3 separate regions of the Mus musculus genome follow, and all the other regions are linked to region 1. The links are chromatin contacts, called in public promoter capture Hi-C maps. All regions are on one chromosome and are shown on one strand. Each heading gives the region's core, a stretch centred on a gene start, on an enhancer-like site or on the middle of the called end of the contact. The rest is flanking DNA. Distances are from core to core; before and after follow the strand shown. Region 1 holds the start of Casp1 (caspase 1). Region 2 holds the start of Birc2 (baculoviral IAP repeat-containing 2). Region 3 holds the start of Tmem123 (transmembrane protein 123).

What was found. Promoter capture Hi-C pulls out the DNA fragments that hold promoters and counts their contacts. Capture Hi-C pulls out chosen DNA fragments and counts their contacts.
Region 2: a contact with region 1 is called in a promoter capture Hi-C map of pre-B cells, with 6 times the contacts expected there. The contact joins the promoter of Birc2 here to the promoter of Casp1 in region 1. A contact is called at or near these places in 1 of 39 promoter capture datasets (pre-B cells) and 1 of 115 datasets of contacts at active chromatin or transcription factors (large pre-B cells).
Region 3: a contact with region 1 is called in a promoter capture Hi-C map of liver, with 4 times the contacts expected there. The contact joins the promoter of Tmem123 here to the promoter of Casp1 in region 1.

The regions. Positions count from the first base shown.
Region 1 is chr9:5,297,117-5,299,818 of GRCm38.p6, reverse strand. It overlaps Casp1 (caspase 1), which reads right to left and starts at 1,302. Exons shown (of 10, transcript NM_009807.2): 1 at 1,096-1,302; 2 at 273-539; 3 at 1-16. The coding sequence starts at 1,102.
Region 2 is chr9:7,835,755-7,838,456 of GRCm38.p6, reverse strand. Birc2 (baculoviral IAP repeat-containing 2) reads left to right here and starts at 1,400. Exons shown (of 8, transcript NM_007465.3): 1 at 1,400-1,467.
Region 3 is chr9:7,762,677-7,765,378 of GRCm38.p6, reverse strand. It overlaps Tmem123 (transmembrane protein 123), which reads right to left and starts at 1,302. Exons shown (of 5, transcript NM_133739.2): 1 at 1,067-1,302. The coding sequence starts at 1,157.

The DNA of each region.
Region 1 (2,702 bases), core at 53-2,552:
GTTTCAGCTGATGGAGCTGAAGAGAGACAAAAGAAATGAATTCACCATAGCAAGGTCATCCTTGGTGAGACTGAGGCCAATGTGTGCTACAGGAGACAAGGCAGAAGGAATAGGAATAGTCATGAGACACACAGCAGAGCCACAGACACAAAAATGGGAGTCTGGAGCTGAAGGTGAGTGGTTGTCTTTAAACTACATAAGAAATATATCAATTAGACATTGGTTATCCAAATATATAGACTCTCAACTTGGTCTAAGATTCAGGCTCTTACCTGATTGAAGCTCCAGAATTCCTGCCAGGTAGCAGTCTTCATTACAAATGTAAGTGATAAAGATTTGGCTTGCCTGGGGCCCTTTTTTAGAGACATGATCACATAGGTCCCGTGCCTTGTCCATAGCAGTAATGTTTGCAAGTTTTATTTTATCCATTTCTTCCTGATTCAGCACTCTCTTCTCTAAAAGTTCATCCAACAATCCATTTATTGTCCCTATACTCACTGAGTTGATAAATTGCTTCCTCTTTGCCCTCAGGATCTTGTCTGTTTAAGACACAAAGAATTCTCAAATCAAGAAAACAGTTGCGTGTTCCTTTCATGTAAAGAAAGCATACTGTCTTTCAGAGTGAATCAGCAAAATGTCCCTTTCACATACAGCGTTTCCCTGCTCTCTCTCTCTCTCTCTCTCTCTTATTTTTTCCTATCTCTGCTCCACATTTGTCCTTCAACATTACACAAAAGCATACAGTATGAGGCACATATCTTTCTGTTAGAACTCAAGAAGCATAAACCATTTTCTTTTGCTGCCACCATCTCTGTCACTCATTCAGTTCCCTCTGTCTAACTAGGGACTCTTACTAGCTAAGATTGCAAAAAACGATGGCAACAATGGCAGGATACAAGTAAAGGTCCTTTCTGACCCTGGCCAGAGATTAAGACGTCAAGAATCTTCTGTGCAGATTTCTAAATAGTCTTCACTTTGCCCAGATTCAGCTCACCTAAATAACTCCAGAAACTAATGATGGCTTTCAGAAAAGCGAGTCCCTTTCCAAATGACTTATTGTCCAAACGAGTTCTTTTAATAATAGAGAAAACTCACCAGCCATGGCGTTTCTTTTCTACACCGCAGAGCTACTGAAACTGAAAGCATATTGTTAGTTCCTTTCCAACAGGGCGTGAATACAGATTGAGAAATAACCACAATTGCTGTGTGCGCATGTTTCTTTCCCTAATTAAAGTTAGGTTTAAATGCTCAAGTCTGAAAAGGATTCAACCGCGGAAATGATTCTTCTTCAACACTTGGAAGAGCTCAGGAAAGGAAGGGAGTGAGTCTTAGTCATCAAGAAAGAAAGGAGCTGTGACAACAAGTCCAGGAAGAGAAGGTAGAGAATCTGTGGGATTCACAGGAGAGGAACAAGTAGGCAGGGAAGGCTGCCACACGTGTTTCTGCTGCAGGGCTGGGCCTGAGACTCTGGGATCAGAGCTGGGAGAACAAAGAGAGAAGAGAAGAACTGTAGTCAATATACTGTTTTCTGGCTTGTAAGTCTGTGGGCTAGCAGGAGTGCCTGTTGTAGTTGGGGGCTGGAATTAGGTAATGAGTAGTGGAAAAAAGCATATGAGGCAGGGCAGTAGAGATAGGCTGAAGTTACTGCTCCTGTTCCGTTGCAGAGTTAGACAGACAGCAGGATTGGACTCGGAGGACCAGAAGCAGAGGTGTGCATCTACTGTCAAACTACTTGCTTCCCTGGCAGGGGATGCCCTTGAATAATTAGCCTGCTGGGCATAAGTATCGTCGATAAGGATACATCAAGATGCTTATGTCCAAAAAAAAAAAAAAAAAAAAAAAAAAAAAAAAAAAAAAGCCAACAACCAGCCAACCAAACAAACAACAAACACCCATAGCTCTACCTTAAAGGTAATAAATAGATTAGTTTTGTTGGGTTTTTTTTTTGTTTTTTGTTTTTTTTGTTTTTTTTTTTTTTGCTGGAGTCTATACCCAAGAACACTGATTTAGGTTACCCCAAATTCCAAGATCCAACTTGAAAAACTTTTCATCAGGTATTTCTAGTTTTGGAGAACAAAGAAAGGTATAAGTCAAGGCAAGTTTAAAATGCATCAACAAGCTTAAAAAGCAGATACATTGATGTGGGGGAAAGGTTTCCTATAATCATAAAATGACAGTATTAGCTTTCTGATTGGTTAAATTGCATGTTCTTCTATGTTAATAGCTTCTAAGAGGTTTTAATTTATGACCACAAGGTGTTACTTCAGATACAGAGTGGACCAAGGAATGGTTGTTTTAGAAGGCTAATACTAATCTAAGATGTAGTAGTTACCGTCTGCACCTACAAAATTCCAAACTTTCTACAGTACAGCAATTCCAATTGTCTGTCCATCTCAGAAGACACAAAACCTTCTTCCAGGAGAATTCTGTTCACATCCAGACATAGCTTCTTTTCTGGAATTTTCCTTCACCATTGTGATTAGATACCTGGCTCTTGGCTTCTTTATTTTGTTTCCTGTAACATACATAATCAAGAAATATAAGCTTAATTTAAATTCTTAACAGAAGAAAGAAATGGTTTTCAACAACTGGCTTTGTTTTTTGTTATGAGTTATATATATCTGCAACAATTGAAGTGAAGCTTCAAGAGAGACACCTAGGCTTCTCATTTACAATAGCAACTCTAATCTAGAAAGGAAGAC
Region 2 (2,702 bases), core at 151-2,650, 2.5 Mb before region 1:
AAGTTTAGTCACTGGGAACCTTGGCACGTCTTTTCTGTGTATCAGAAACTGTCATGAATACTTTCTTTTTATTATCAGCATTTAGACCAGAAGACTGCCTGTTCTGTGACTGACCGACTTGCAGCAGAAATGACGGGAAAGAAAATGGGAAACGGTTCAGGGTCCCGGAATTCCCCTGGCAGCCTAATTTAGCGGTCTGTTTTACTTCTAAGTTTTTAAAATATTTGCCCATTTAACATGGAATTCCCCCGGAGAGAAGATCTGATTCATTCGTTAAGACCTTCAAGTCTAAAGTAAATTAAACTGTAGAAACCTCACTGGTAGTAGCCTACATTTCTAATCAGCACACTGGAGGCTGAGGTAGGATGCTAAATCCTCGGCTAGTCTGGGCCCTACAATAAAATCCTTTCTTAAACAAACAAATAAAAAAACTGCAAAACTAACCATAACAAATCATCCAAGCCAAACAGGGCCGCGGGGGTGGGGGTGGGGACATCAGAAAGTCCTACCCTGAATGCTAATGATTTTGCAGCACTTTCGGTACGGGAAAGGCAGCAGAGGGTGGGGGGTGGGGAGACAGACTGCTAGTGAACAATGAAGTCAGGGTTATTTTTCCAGTTTTAAACGTATTCTTCTACAATCTCATCACAGATATATAGTGCGCTTTAATCATACTCTCTCCCATTATACTGTTAACCCTTCAATGCCTTCCTCCAAACTAGTCCGCAGCCTTTTCCTTACTTTTTAAATTTATGGCCTGATGCGCTTAATTTGGGTCGCCTGCAAGAGCACTTTTTAAAAAAAATAATAATTTAAAAATGCATAACTACCTCCTCGCCCCAACTGGGTTTGAATTTCTAGGATTCGAGGTGAGCGCCACCATGCCGGCCTGCCAGAGGAGCCCACTTGTCAAAAATGTTAAAGCCCATCTTACAAAAAAACCAAATTATATTTAATGTACACGCACACGCGTGCATTCCGCTTTACTCAGGCGTTTCGAGGCCAGCTCACGAGCCTGAGCCGCCTTACCTATGACGCCACGTTTGCCTTAGTGCCTGTCTAGGACCCTTGCAGGGTGAGGCCGGAAAATACAGGGAGCTAGGAGGCGCGGCTCAGGGCTGCCGCCATTAAAGGTGCACTGCAGGTTAAAACACATGGCATCAAAGTCCGGAACGCCCAGCGGAGGCAGTGGGGCAAGGACGGACGCTCGGGAAAGCCTAGCCTTATTCGTCCGAGTCCCAGCGGCCCGAACGTTTAGCTTCCAAAGCCCGAGCACGCAGGCGCGAGCGCAGGCGCAGGCGCGCGCGACTGGCCCACAGCCCCACCCCGTCCTCCACGCGTTCCAACTTGCGGTGCGCGTCTGCTGACGTCACCTCAACGGCCCGCTGGCCGCAGGGGCTTTTGGGAAGGCTGCGGATCAACAATCAGGCGCCTCTGCTTCCAGGGCGCCGGGGGCCTGACTCGGTGGTGAGTGCGGCTGCCTTCGTCAGGACGGGCGAGCGTGGCTCTCGACGGCTGGGCGGGCTAGCTGACTCCTCCTTCGGCCCGGAAGGCAGTTCTCAGGGCCGCCCGACCCCCGCTCCCTGCCTAAGTCCTTGGGCTTGGACTTGTATAACAGTTTTGCTTTCTTTTCCTTTCGGTTTATTTTTTCAGTCAACCCAGGCTAGTCTCGAATTTGCGGCAATCCTCCTGCCTCCAATCGTTCTAGGTGCTGGGATTACTGGTGTGCAGCACCTCGGCTGTCTCTTCAGATTTTCTGCAGGTTTTTAAGCTTTAAGCCCGCGGCATTTAATGCCTTTAAACTAAGTTGTGCGGCAGGGGGATGACGGTTGTCACATCAGTTACTACTTGTCCCCAGTAGTCGTGTGAGAGGTTTGGTTTAACTGGGAAAGGTGTTCTCCATTCTTGTCTCTCCAAGCTACGTGTCGCCCCCCTGCAGTGGGCGTAGAGCCGTGTCGGTTGGGTGCTTGCTGGCGTTGTAACAGCTAGTGTAGTTAGGCCACACGGGTAGTGGTAGCTTTGTTCAGGCCACTGCTTTACCGGCACTTGTACTTTTTTGGTTTTGAGATGTTACCTGTGGTGGTTAGGGAATGGTTGTCCTTCACGGATTCCGTTTATGAGCTCTTCCCGGTGCCTTTATCTTGGCTAATTTAGCCCTGGCTAGTTCAAATGTTCTGTCCGGCAGGAGCGTTTCATTCCGCATCTGTCTTCCAAGTGTTGAGATTAAAATTGCAAGTATACCTCGGGAATCCTCAGGAAATATTTATATTTTAATATAATAGAAAATATCGTATATATTATTTATTTTATATTGTATTATAACTTAACATATGTTTATGTGTATAAATATATTTTATATGTACTTATATCTGTATTATATATTTCAATTAAATGTTTTAATAGAATATAAAAGTATATATAATTTTTTTCTTGTGATTAAACTTAGGGTTCTTTACCTGCAAGGCAAGTGCTCTAACATGGAGCTATATCAGTAGCCTTACAGACTACCTTTCCACTATTTATGGTGCCTTTTGTCTCCAGTGAAGTGCATATCAAAATATCTTTAAATCAGAAAACGAAAAGAGCCTGGTGGTAGTGTGGTCCTAGCACTTGGAAGGCTGAAGCAAGAGAATTCCAAAAAGTTTTAAAACCAGCTTGGGTTATATTGACTTTCTAGCCAGCCTAGTCTACAGAATAAGACC
Region 3 (2,702 bases), core at 53-2,552, 2.5 Mb before region 1:
ATTCCAGTTTGTCACTGGTACAAGTCAAAAGAGCAAACATAAAACATAACCAATCGAAGTGAAGAAGCCCTGTAATCCCCGAAGTAGAGTTAGGCATATCAGAAGTTCAAGGTTATCTTCAGCCACATAGGGAGTTCAAAGCCAGTTAGGGCTTCATGGATACAAGAGATCCTGACTCTACAAAACACAGTGAAATTCAGCACAACAGAAATAGGGTTGTTTAATTCACCCAGATTATTCCAGCCAAAGCAGGTGTTGGGCCTAAATCATCTGCTTAAGTAAACTCACTGGTTATCCCTTCATAGATGAGACTGAAAAACACAACAGATGACTGAGCTGAAAATCACAAAGACTTTGGTCATTTAAAGTTTCTTATCCTAGTTTACTATTTCCCTAGCGACTGGACTCTAGTAGATGACAAGGGACAATAGAATTTTCACAAACTCAGAGTTCTTCTCAAAGTGTTCAAAACGTCAAGGTTTCGAAGAGAAACAAAATCCCCAACACAGAAGGCTGTCAACATCATCTTGTTATGACCTTAATGATGACGTCGTAGGCTCTGGACCACAGGGACCTCAAGGCTGCTGCGTATGCAGCAGTAGTGACTACAGTCCGAGCACAAGCCTCATCTGCGCAGGGGAACAAGGCGCGTACACCCAAGGTTCCCACTCAGCCGAACTGGCCCTGGAATCCAACTTGAATTCTGGGAGTACCTTCAGCAGGAAGCTGTGTGGGTAGACAATCAGACCTGTTTTTGCGGCAGTTAGCGAACAAATTTCAATCTACAGGTCTTGCTACCAGCCACAGAACTACAGTGAAGAGGACCAACTTGAGTCTTCGGCTGAAGGGCCATCCCAGGGAAACTCAGCAAGTTCTGCACACCACGCCGGCTTGCCGTCCCCAAGCAGGGGAGAGACGGAGTCTCGCTCCGCAGGTGGCCCGCGGGCGAAGAGGGAAATGAGGTTGGGGTGGGAGTCTACCGTGGACGCGTGGAACTTTCCACGCGGACGCCGAACATGGAGAGGCAGGCCGCCGCAGTGCGCTTCCTCTGCGCCTGCCAACTTACCCTGAGCGTCGGTCGGGTCCTGCGCCGCCCCTAGCAGCGCCAGCACCTGCAGCACGCCCAGCAGCAGCGCGGCCCGCGCGCACAGCGCCATTGTTCCCAGGGCCCCTGAGCGCCCGCAGCAACCGCCCGGCGCCCAGAGCTGCTCTCCGCGCACGCGACCGCTCCGCGTCCCCTTCCGCCCTTACCGCTCCCCTGCAGACGCCGCCGCCAGTCCCCCCAGTGACCAAATAGGGATAGGCCAGGCGGCCTGGGGCGGGGCCAGGGCGTGGTCGGCAAAGTCAGGAGGGGCGTGGCCCACAGGAGGCAGGGCGGGGAAGAGCTGCAGGGCCAAGAGAGGGAGTGGCTCTGAGAAAAGAGGAGAGCCGGGAGAGGGCGTGGCTTACAGAGGCGGGGCAAGGGGGACAGGCCTCAGACGGGAGGGGCGTGGCTCTCTGAACAGTACTGAGGAGCGGATAAGAGGCGGGGCTCTCGGAGGCGGATGAGGTCGTGGTTTTGGGAGTGGCGTGGTCCGGACTAAGTGCTACGACAGCTGTGGCTCTATCTCTGACTTTCAAGGGGTAGTCGTCTACCAGGACTTCCTGAAGACAGGCTTTATTTAGAAGTTTTCGGGTGGGATTGGCATGGTTGCGGCGCGGAGTAAGAGAGGGAGTCACAGACTGGATGATTGCAGCCTCTCAGAGGAGTGAAGGAAAGTCAGACTCAAAAAAGTTTCAAAGTAACCGTCATGATCTTGGTACTCCACTTGTGCCTCCTTTTTTCTACAACTGGAAAAACATGTAGAGTGGGCGGTGCAGTTTGCAGACCAGTTGGAAACTTAGCACCTATAACCTAGATCCCTGTCTTCTAGAGTTCGCTGTCCCGACTCAAAAACAGCCTGTTGTAGTCTAGTTTTTTGGCAAAATCCCTCGTAAGCCCTAGGGCCAATGCTGCATTTTGATTCCACTCAGAATTCTAAAATTATGTGTCTAGTACACATCACTCAACTAACGTGGAAGATGGACACAGCTTCCACAGGGTATTGCAGCTCTCTAACACCTGATCCAGGGCATTTCAAAGATAAGCCTAAAACTTTGTTATGAAAAATACTTTTCGACTTCCACAAAGCTTCTTTGTTATAGATGTGTGATGATCATGGATTAATTAGGCCCGTTTTCTCTACATTTACAAGACATATGAAACTGCAACCAGCCAACCTGAAAATACCAGCATCTACCACGGGCTTTAAAAAACAGCTGTGTGTTTAGGATTTGATGGTTCTATTTCTGAAGAATCTAGCCAAGTGCTTCCAGGCATGGACTAGGAAGGATCATTCTGTATTCAGAATGAATGCTTGCCCTGACTCCAGTTTTTGGAACCCAGTGCTCAGTGTGGTGATTTAAAGAGGCGGGGTATTGGAGAAGCGACTGAGCTAGAAGAACAGGGATCTCAACAGTGAAATAAGTGCCTCATGAAAGTGGCCTGAGACCAGGGGCCTTCAACAGACACCAGGTCAGTTGCTGGCATTACCTTTGACTTCCCAAGAAGAAATGTTTCAAGAATACTGATGTAATCTAACCTTACATGTTTACACAGTTCCCTAGCTGGTGTAGTAGCGAAAAACTGTAATTCCAGTACTTAGGAGACAGAGGCAGGAGGA